Linked DNA regions of Danio rerio: region 2 is linked to region 1. A link is a contact called in public Micro-C data. All regions are on one chromosome and are shown on one strand. Each heading gives the region's core, a stretch centred on a gene start, on an enhancer-like site or on the middle of the called end of the contact. The rest is flanking DNA. Distances are from core to core; before and after follow the strand shown.

What was found. Hi-C and Micro-C count contacts between places; a contact is called where the count stands out from the background.
Region 2: a contact with region 1 is called in a Micro-C map of caudal fin, with 5 times the contacts expected there. The contact joins the promoter of aste1b here to the enhancer-like site in region 1. A contact is called at or near these places in 2 of 18 Hi-C or Micro-C datasets (caudal fin and embryo).

Annotation. Positions count from the first base shown.
Region 1 is chr19:21,530,799-21,534,720 of GRCz12tu, forward strand. It overlaps a transcript of ptpn23b not described here and a transcript of cspg5b not described here. Among named protein-coding and RNA genes, the nearest start is that of ptpn23b, 33 kb to the left of the region's middle. Within about 2 kb of position 2,538, at least 3 of the 62 cell types and tissues checked have an H3K27ac peak or open chromatin away from gene starts, as enhancers often do.
Region 2 is chr19:21,656,612-21,660,726 of GRCz12tu, forward strand. aste1b (asteroid homolog 1b) reads left to right here and starts at 1,355. Exons shown (of 4, transcript XM_073931643.1): 1 at 1,355-1,407; 2 at 3,213-4,115. The coding sequence starts at 3,228.

The DNA of each region.
Region 1 (3,922 bases), core at 1,288-3,787:
ATCTTTTTATTCTTCTTTGTGGCAAAAAGTGACTTTCCAATAATTAATGGTTGTGTCCTCCATGGTTAAGGGCAAATTCTCCCTTTTTATGCAGAAACATTTTCAAATTTTATGAAAGACTTTTTTTTAGATTGAAGACATAAGACGTTCAAAAAAATATATAGCATTAATTATATAGTTTCATACAAAATTATACTATTGAATGCTAATTAATCATTATTAAAGAATATTGTTCAACAAAAATGTACACAAGCTGTATTTAAGGTAACTGATTGATACCTTAAAGTCTGTGTGAACTGGAAGTTGCTTACACTTCTATATCAGTATGTTGATGTACTTTCAAGTGAAACCGCTCTCTTTTGCACGACATTCCGAACAGAAGGCCCACCACTACAATTGCGGAAGCAAATAAGAAGACTTTAATTTTGAGTGGATTAACTTGCACGGAGTAATTGTTTACGGTTTCAGAGAAAGTCATCTTAATGAGCTAGCATTGTAAATTTTGAAGGTATACTTTAAAGGTATATTAGCAGTATATAGGCTACCTTCTATCATAACGTGTACCTTTAATGCAGGGGTGTCTAAATTCGGTCCTGGAGGGCCGATTTCCTGGAGAGTTTAGCTCCAACCCTAATCAAACACACCTGAACCAGCTAATCAAGGTCTTACTAGATATACTAGAACAGTGGTGTCCAAACTTGATTCTGGAGGGCCAGAGTCCTGCATAGTTTAACTCTTAACTAGCCTGGAAGTTTTAGTGTACCGAGAAAAAGCTTGATTAGCTGGTTTAATTCATTCATTCAATTCATTCATAATTTCATTGGGGTTAGAACTAAAATATGCAGGATAACGGTCCTCCAAGACCACCTCTGATTTAATGTATCTGTTTGGATCATAGACTGTAAAAGATATGGACATTGTATCCCTTATGTCATCCATAGGTAGGCCCAACCGGAATCTGCCCGCGCAGAATTCTGCAGATATTTTCACAGATTTTTAGCTCATCATTAATTATTTTTATTTACTTGAGTAAATGTGTGTAAATTTATGTTTATTCAGTTTTTTTTAATTAATTTCAGTAATATTATTGGCTAATGTGAAAATGTTTGTACAGTAATATTTTCTGTCTTTTGCTAGATATATTATATGACAAACTTGTTTTATTTACCAAATAAAGTGAATCTAATTGGATTTGGATTTTAAACATTTAATACATGTTAAACAGATATTATTTTTTATTTTACATATTAAAGTTTTAGTTATGATACTCCCAAAATAATTCCACAGAAATCCGCAGACTTTTACCAAAATTCTCTGCAGTGATAGCAAAAACGTCCCCAGATTCCATGTGGCCCTGCCCATAGGTTTCTGAAAAACGCAAAAGAAGCTACAAGTAGGCATGGCTAACTGTCGCTATTTTGTTCACGCATCATTTCACTGACTAGGATACTAAACTAGAGGCGGAGCGTGAGTGGAGCTACAGAAATCTGCTAGCATTTTGCTTAAATGGGCTTTTCTTTGGGAGAAATGCTCAATACTTCATTACCTGCGACTTATTTGTGTTCTGACCTCATGTGCTTGGTTGTACACTATATCAATAAAGTGTTTAGACTTTTAAAAACACTGTTGTAAAACACTGAGCCTCTAGGAATTGTTCTTATGAAATGCAAATTACTTTAAAACACATAATATAGTTAAATATAGTGTTAGTAAATGCAAGGCTATTTTAGAAATCCAGGCACAAAACATGCCTGATGATGTTTCAGATGACTGTTTTAGAGCCTATACAGCTAATCAATTTGTCGGATTCTGGAGTGCATTCAAGGTGTAAAGAAAAACATAAATGATAAATGATTTTAAATAAAACAAATTAATTTATAGAGATGTAGCTATATAAGTATATAATTTTACTCACCTGGGAAATAAAGGCCACGTCAATGGTTTGTAAGCACAATTAAGTATGCCATATCATCTGATAATTGCAAGAATAATTCCAAAAGGGAATTGACTGTGTAAAGTCACAGAACAAAACAAAAATATGATGTATATTCCGAGCTCAGCTGCTAATCAGCCGGAATAAGCTGAGGTGAAGTGACAGCAACCAGCGAGACCTAGCTGTCACTCAAGTGGCCACACGCTTAATTATGCAGACTTAATATAACTTATAAATTAAACAGATGAGTTATATATATATAAAAATCACCCTCAGTTGTAATGAAGGGTACAATTAGCTATTTAAACCAAAATCGTTCTTTGTACCAAGCTATAAACACTTTTTTTCTGCTTTAAAAGTTGGCCATTTTAACAGTGGTGTCAATAGAAATTTGCTCTATATGGAGCCAGGACTAGGGGAATTTCGATGAATTGTAGTTTTAGTTACTTCCGCATTTCTCCACGAGGGAGAGCGGGAGGTTGCCGATTGGTTTGGACCCTTTTTAGATACAGATGTGTTTCTTTTGAAAAGGTCCACCACCCCAATAACAGCTTGTGTAATTTGCTCAGAGAGTTTTGAAAGCACCACTGACTTACCATGGCCACATGATGGCACTGTCTGCTTGTGTTCGTGTGGTTAAGAGTTTGTCAGTGGGTGTCTGTGTTCATAGCCTACTGGATCTGTCTAGATGAAATCAGTAAGCTTCGTTAGCTTCAGGCACAAAGAAAAAACCACACACAGATCCAGCTTTTAATAAACTGGGTGCTCATATTGTCATATTCACTCTAACCTATTTGGAGAGACATATTTTTTTTTTCTCAAAACATACATACTCTTTAAACTGTACTAATAAACCGGTCAGAGAAACAGCTAGGGTCTAGAATAAGGTCACATAGTTGACATGCGTAATGGTGACTGCCTGGAATCTATTATTGAACACGGTATCGATTAATCACTCTGCATGTAAACATGAAAATGGCTAACACAGAACACAGGCTCAGTGTACTTGTTGCTAATATTTTTGTCTTGGTAGTGATTTCAAGAGCAATTTTACTCTTTTATTTCAGCAGTCTGTGCATGCAGTTCTTTGACTTGCTTTGATGGAGTGAACGCTGAGAGAGCAACTGACCTACTTTTTCTTTGTAAGATGCTTTTGGCTTGAGCAGAATTGCACACTGAAGTGTTTTGTAGAGAATGGTTGTAGTTTAGGTGCTACAGTAAATCTATCACTTGTAACATGTACATTATTAACATTGAGAGATTTTAATATACAATGTAGTTTTTAATTTGCCAACATTAAGACAAATTTTTAATCAAATTTGCATACAGTGTGATATAAAAGTGTGCATAAAGTAGCAACCTAAAGTGATAATAATGAGCTTATTTTTAATTGGATAAATGGATTGCCTTTTGTCCAAGGAACTGATAAACAAGTCACATCTAAACAATTCTAAAGTTCTTTATTTTCAGTGAAAGTATTAATCTAACAATAAAATCACACAAAAAGCACCTTGTTAATAATAATAGTTATCAAGTTTGTCCTGAATGTTTACAGGTTTCATCATTTCTGTGAATGCATGTGGGAATAAGAATGAGCTATTTGACAAAATACAACATTAAACATGGCACCAAACACACATGACGCATATCCAAATAAACAGATCTTCTGCCATACACAACTTCAACATTTATGATCTGTTAACCTTGAAAAGTTGAGTTTACCCCAAAACAGTTATTTCATTCATTTACTCACTCTTATGTCTTCACAAACCAATAAGGAATTTGTTCACCTTTATTAGAGGTCCAAGCACCAACGGTGACGGAATCCTATTGAAGATTTTCTTCTTACTATTTATATTTCTGCCCTAATAGTGTCTGGCATTCAGAAATTAGTTCAAAAAGCATTTACCAAGTTTTCATATTGCGAACCAGTTAAAATGAAGTCAATGCGTAAAGCGGAGATTGATTCCTTTCTCATGGACATTGCTA
Region 2 (4,115 bases), core at 105-2,604, 120 kb after region 1:
TGAACCTAGATTTACTCAAGTAAATAAACAGAATAAATAATGGCCTAGAAATCTGGGGAATTCTGCAGAAAGTCTGCGGAATTCTGCGCGCGCAGATTCTGCGTGGGTCTAGACACCTTTTGCTCGATTGGATCACAGGTAAACAAGAGAGACACATTCCAGTTCAAAAACATGCCGTTTAAATGTTTAAGCCTTTTGTCCTTGTGGTTTTTTGTAAAGATTTGTGCATTTATTAATTAAACAATCAAACACTTTAGAAAAAATTTACTCGTTGCAGTTTATTTCCTTTATTTCTGGGTGTATATTAGAGCTGCTCTTTGAAGAAATAAGCAGCTTTAGCCTAATGCAAAAAAAAAGTTTGCAGTCAAATTTGATAAGAATTTATTTTAGCAAAAGAAAAAAAATTCATTATATTTTAGACAGAATTCAGTGTTAAATGTAAGACATTTATAAACATAGTACAGGTCTACAGAATTATTTTTTGTGTATCAACGTGAATGGCAGCTGATGCTTTTGATCTAACAGCAGAAAACTAAATTCTAAATGCAGGGAGTTTGCGTTAGGGTGATCATACAAGGGCCGCGTTTTTAAGCAATGTTGTTAGGCTATTTTGCAGAGTTTGATGCTGCTTGGCTACTTTCATAAATTTGGCAACAAACATAAAATTGGAGTCAGTTTTATATGTATCAATAGGATGTGTGGACTAGTTCCTCCCTATTCTCACTCATATCCTTTAGCTTTGTCCCTGATTTATCAGAGGTCGCCACAGCAGAATGAACCGCCAATTATTCCAGCATATTATTCACAGTGGATACCCTTCCAGCTGCAACCGAGTACTGGTTAACACCCATACACACTCACATTTACACACACACACACTTATACACTACTGCCAATTTAGTTTACTTTTGTACATTTTTGAGGTTGTACTTCTTTACTTGTCAGTAGCCTACTTCTACTTTTAACAGAGTCGTTTTAAACGTGAATATCTGTACTTTAAGTAAAGGATGTGTGTTCTTTTGCCATCTCTGCTTCTATTTTAAGAAAAAAAAAATACTATGAAAGTCGATGGTTACAGGTTTCCAGCTTGTTCAAAAAATATAATCTTTTGTTTTTAACAAAAGAAAGAATCTCACATTTAAAAAAGCAGGTAAGGGATTGAGTAAATGATGACAGAATATTCTTTTGGGGGGTGAACTATCCCTTTAATCGAAATTGTTTTGACACTGCACAGCGGGACGACAGCGCCATCTTTCTTTCAGTTGTTTGTATTCGTCGCTGGCGGCGGTTTTCATAGAGGGCGCTGATGGGCTGGAAAAAACCCGTCACACCCAAAAACACGCGAGGCAGACTCAGTACAGGAAGCACGGTGTGCTTTAAGATATCTGCACACTGGTGAATAAACAAGTAAGAGATATTTGTCTAAACGCTGTTAATATTTTTTAAATAGAGAAGAAACTGTGAATGTTGCACTGGTGCTTGTTTTATAAAATGGATTGCAGCAATGTATAAAATTTGTACATGTCGGAAAAAATAGCTATTTAAAATACATTTTAGTAAACATGCTATTTGGAAAGATATATATTGTTTTATAGTATAAACTTTTTAGTAAATTGCAGTGAAATACATGTACATCTATCTGTGTGTCAACGTGTCTTTGCCTTACAATGTGAATTGGTCTAAAGTACAATATAGTCTTACAATGTAAATTGTACATTTATTTACTTTATGCACATTTTAATGATTTTTCCACTCTTCTTATCCATCTTTGCCATACTTATGTTATTTTAATTCAGGTTAGTAGCGTTGTGTTTGCATTCTGCAACAGTGGGGAATGAAGAAAAAATGACAGTCAGTGAAGTCTTTGAAATTCTAACTGAAGTATATCAAGTGGTGGAAAGAGTACTGAAAAATCATACTTAAGTAAAAGTACAATTTCTTCTTCAAAATGTAGTCCTAGTAGTATATAAGTATCTGTTGTAAATAATACTCAAATTATGAGCAAAAAGTAGACCTTTCAAAAGTACTCAGTAGGCACACGTTCTAAGACCCTAATATTGGGTTAGACTTACAGTTGAAGTCAAAATTATTAGCTCCCCTGTTTATTTTTTTCCCCAATTTCTGTTTAACGGAGAGAAGATTTTTTTCCAACACATTTGTAAACATAATATTTTTAATAACTTATCTCTAGTAACTGATTTATTTTATCTTTGCCATGATGACAGTAAACAATATTTTACTTGATATTTCTCAAGACACTTCTGTACAGCTTTTTTAGCGAGGCTAATAATTCTAACTTCAACTGAAGGTTGTAATGTCAGGTGACCAAAATTCAATGTCTAGCTAGCATCTAAGGACAATGATTTTTTAATGTATAAATAACAACGTCAAATGACGTTGACATTTGGTTGATTTTAGCTTGTGTTAGAAAGTGACCAAAATCCATTGTCAAACCAATATCTTAAACCAATGTCATATTGACGTCAAATACTGACGCCATATTATTCGTCAGGTATGGCAGCTAAAATCCAACATATGATAGACATCATAGTGGTAACATCCTCACAATGTCAAGCTGTAACATCATTAGACATTGATATTTTGTTGATTTTAGGTTGAGCGTTTTCTTATCCCCATAGACAAGAAAAAATAGTGACTGCAGGTTGAAGGAAAGTAGCGGAGTAAAAGTACCAATACAGCACTAAAATGTACTTAAGGGAAAGTAAAAGTACACATTTTTAAAACTGCTTAGTAAATTACAATTGCTCATAGAGACATTTTTTTCTATCTGGTAAGAGAAATAACATTTGAAACCACATTATCATAGATGAAAGGTAAATAAAACTACTACAAATGCAAGTAATTTAAGTCATTCAATCTTTAATTTTTTTCCGGCTTCGTCTAGTCCCTTTATAAATCTCGAACCAGCAACCTTTTTGCTGTGAGGCGATTGTGCCACCCACCGTGCCACAGTGCTGCCCCCAGTAATATAAGTATAGTATGATAAAAAAGAAATAAGTAACATAATAAAAACCTATTATTTTAGCTGAATTAAAAAAACATTACTGATGTAAGGACTTTCTTGAAGCATTCAATGAGGAATGTTGTAAATGTAACTTTCCCTTTCTGTTGGTGTAGCACATTTACCTCAAAAACAAGCATTGTTTTGCATTCCTCATGATTGATGACATTTTTGTCTTTTTTTCTTACAGCATTACTGTGGCATCATGGGGGTTCACGGACTTACAAGTTTTGTGGAAGGAAATCATCAGTTTTTAACAGAAATGAGACTACGAGACTGCCGCCTTGTAATAGATGGGTGTAGTTTGTATTTTCAATTGTATTTCAAATCGGGATTGGATCAAGCACGAGGTGGAGACTACGACTTGTTTGCGGTGTTGGTTCGACAGTTCTTTGCTGCACTCTCAGAATGTGCTGTGCAGCCTTACGTGGTGGTGGATGGCGGAATGGATCAGACAGACAAGAAGTTCAAGACACTGCAGGAACGAACCCAAAGCAAGATCCGAGAGGCTCACTCTCTTTCCAGAGGATCTCATGGTTACATTCTCCCGCTACTTGCAAGAGAAGTCTTCAAACAGGTCCTTTTTGAGCTTGGCGTGCCATTGGTGCAATGCATTTCTGAAGCTGATTTTGAAATAGCCTCTCTTGCTAAACAATGGGGATGTCCCGTTCTGACCAATGACAGTGACTTCTTCATTTTTGACCTGAAAGGAGGCTACCTACCATTTTCATTTTTTCAGTGGAATAACGTCAGCGGTAAGTCTGCAGAACGCTACATCCCTGCACGTCATTTCACCGTGAACCGCTTCTGCATGCATTTCAACCACATGAACAAGCAGCTCCTCCCTCTGTTCGCTGTTATTACTGGAAACGACTACACACCTGGTAAAATAACTGACATTTTTTTCAGTCGTGTGGAGTTTGAAAGAGTTCCATCGGGTCGGAAGTCTGGACGAAGTTCCAGTCCTCGAATTGAGGGATTTTTGCTCTGGCTGTCTCAGTTTGCCAACCCGGCAGACGCTCTAGAGATGGTTTTGGTGATATTAGGTGGACAACAGAAAGGAAACTTGCGTGCTCAGCTTTCCACAAGACTG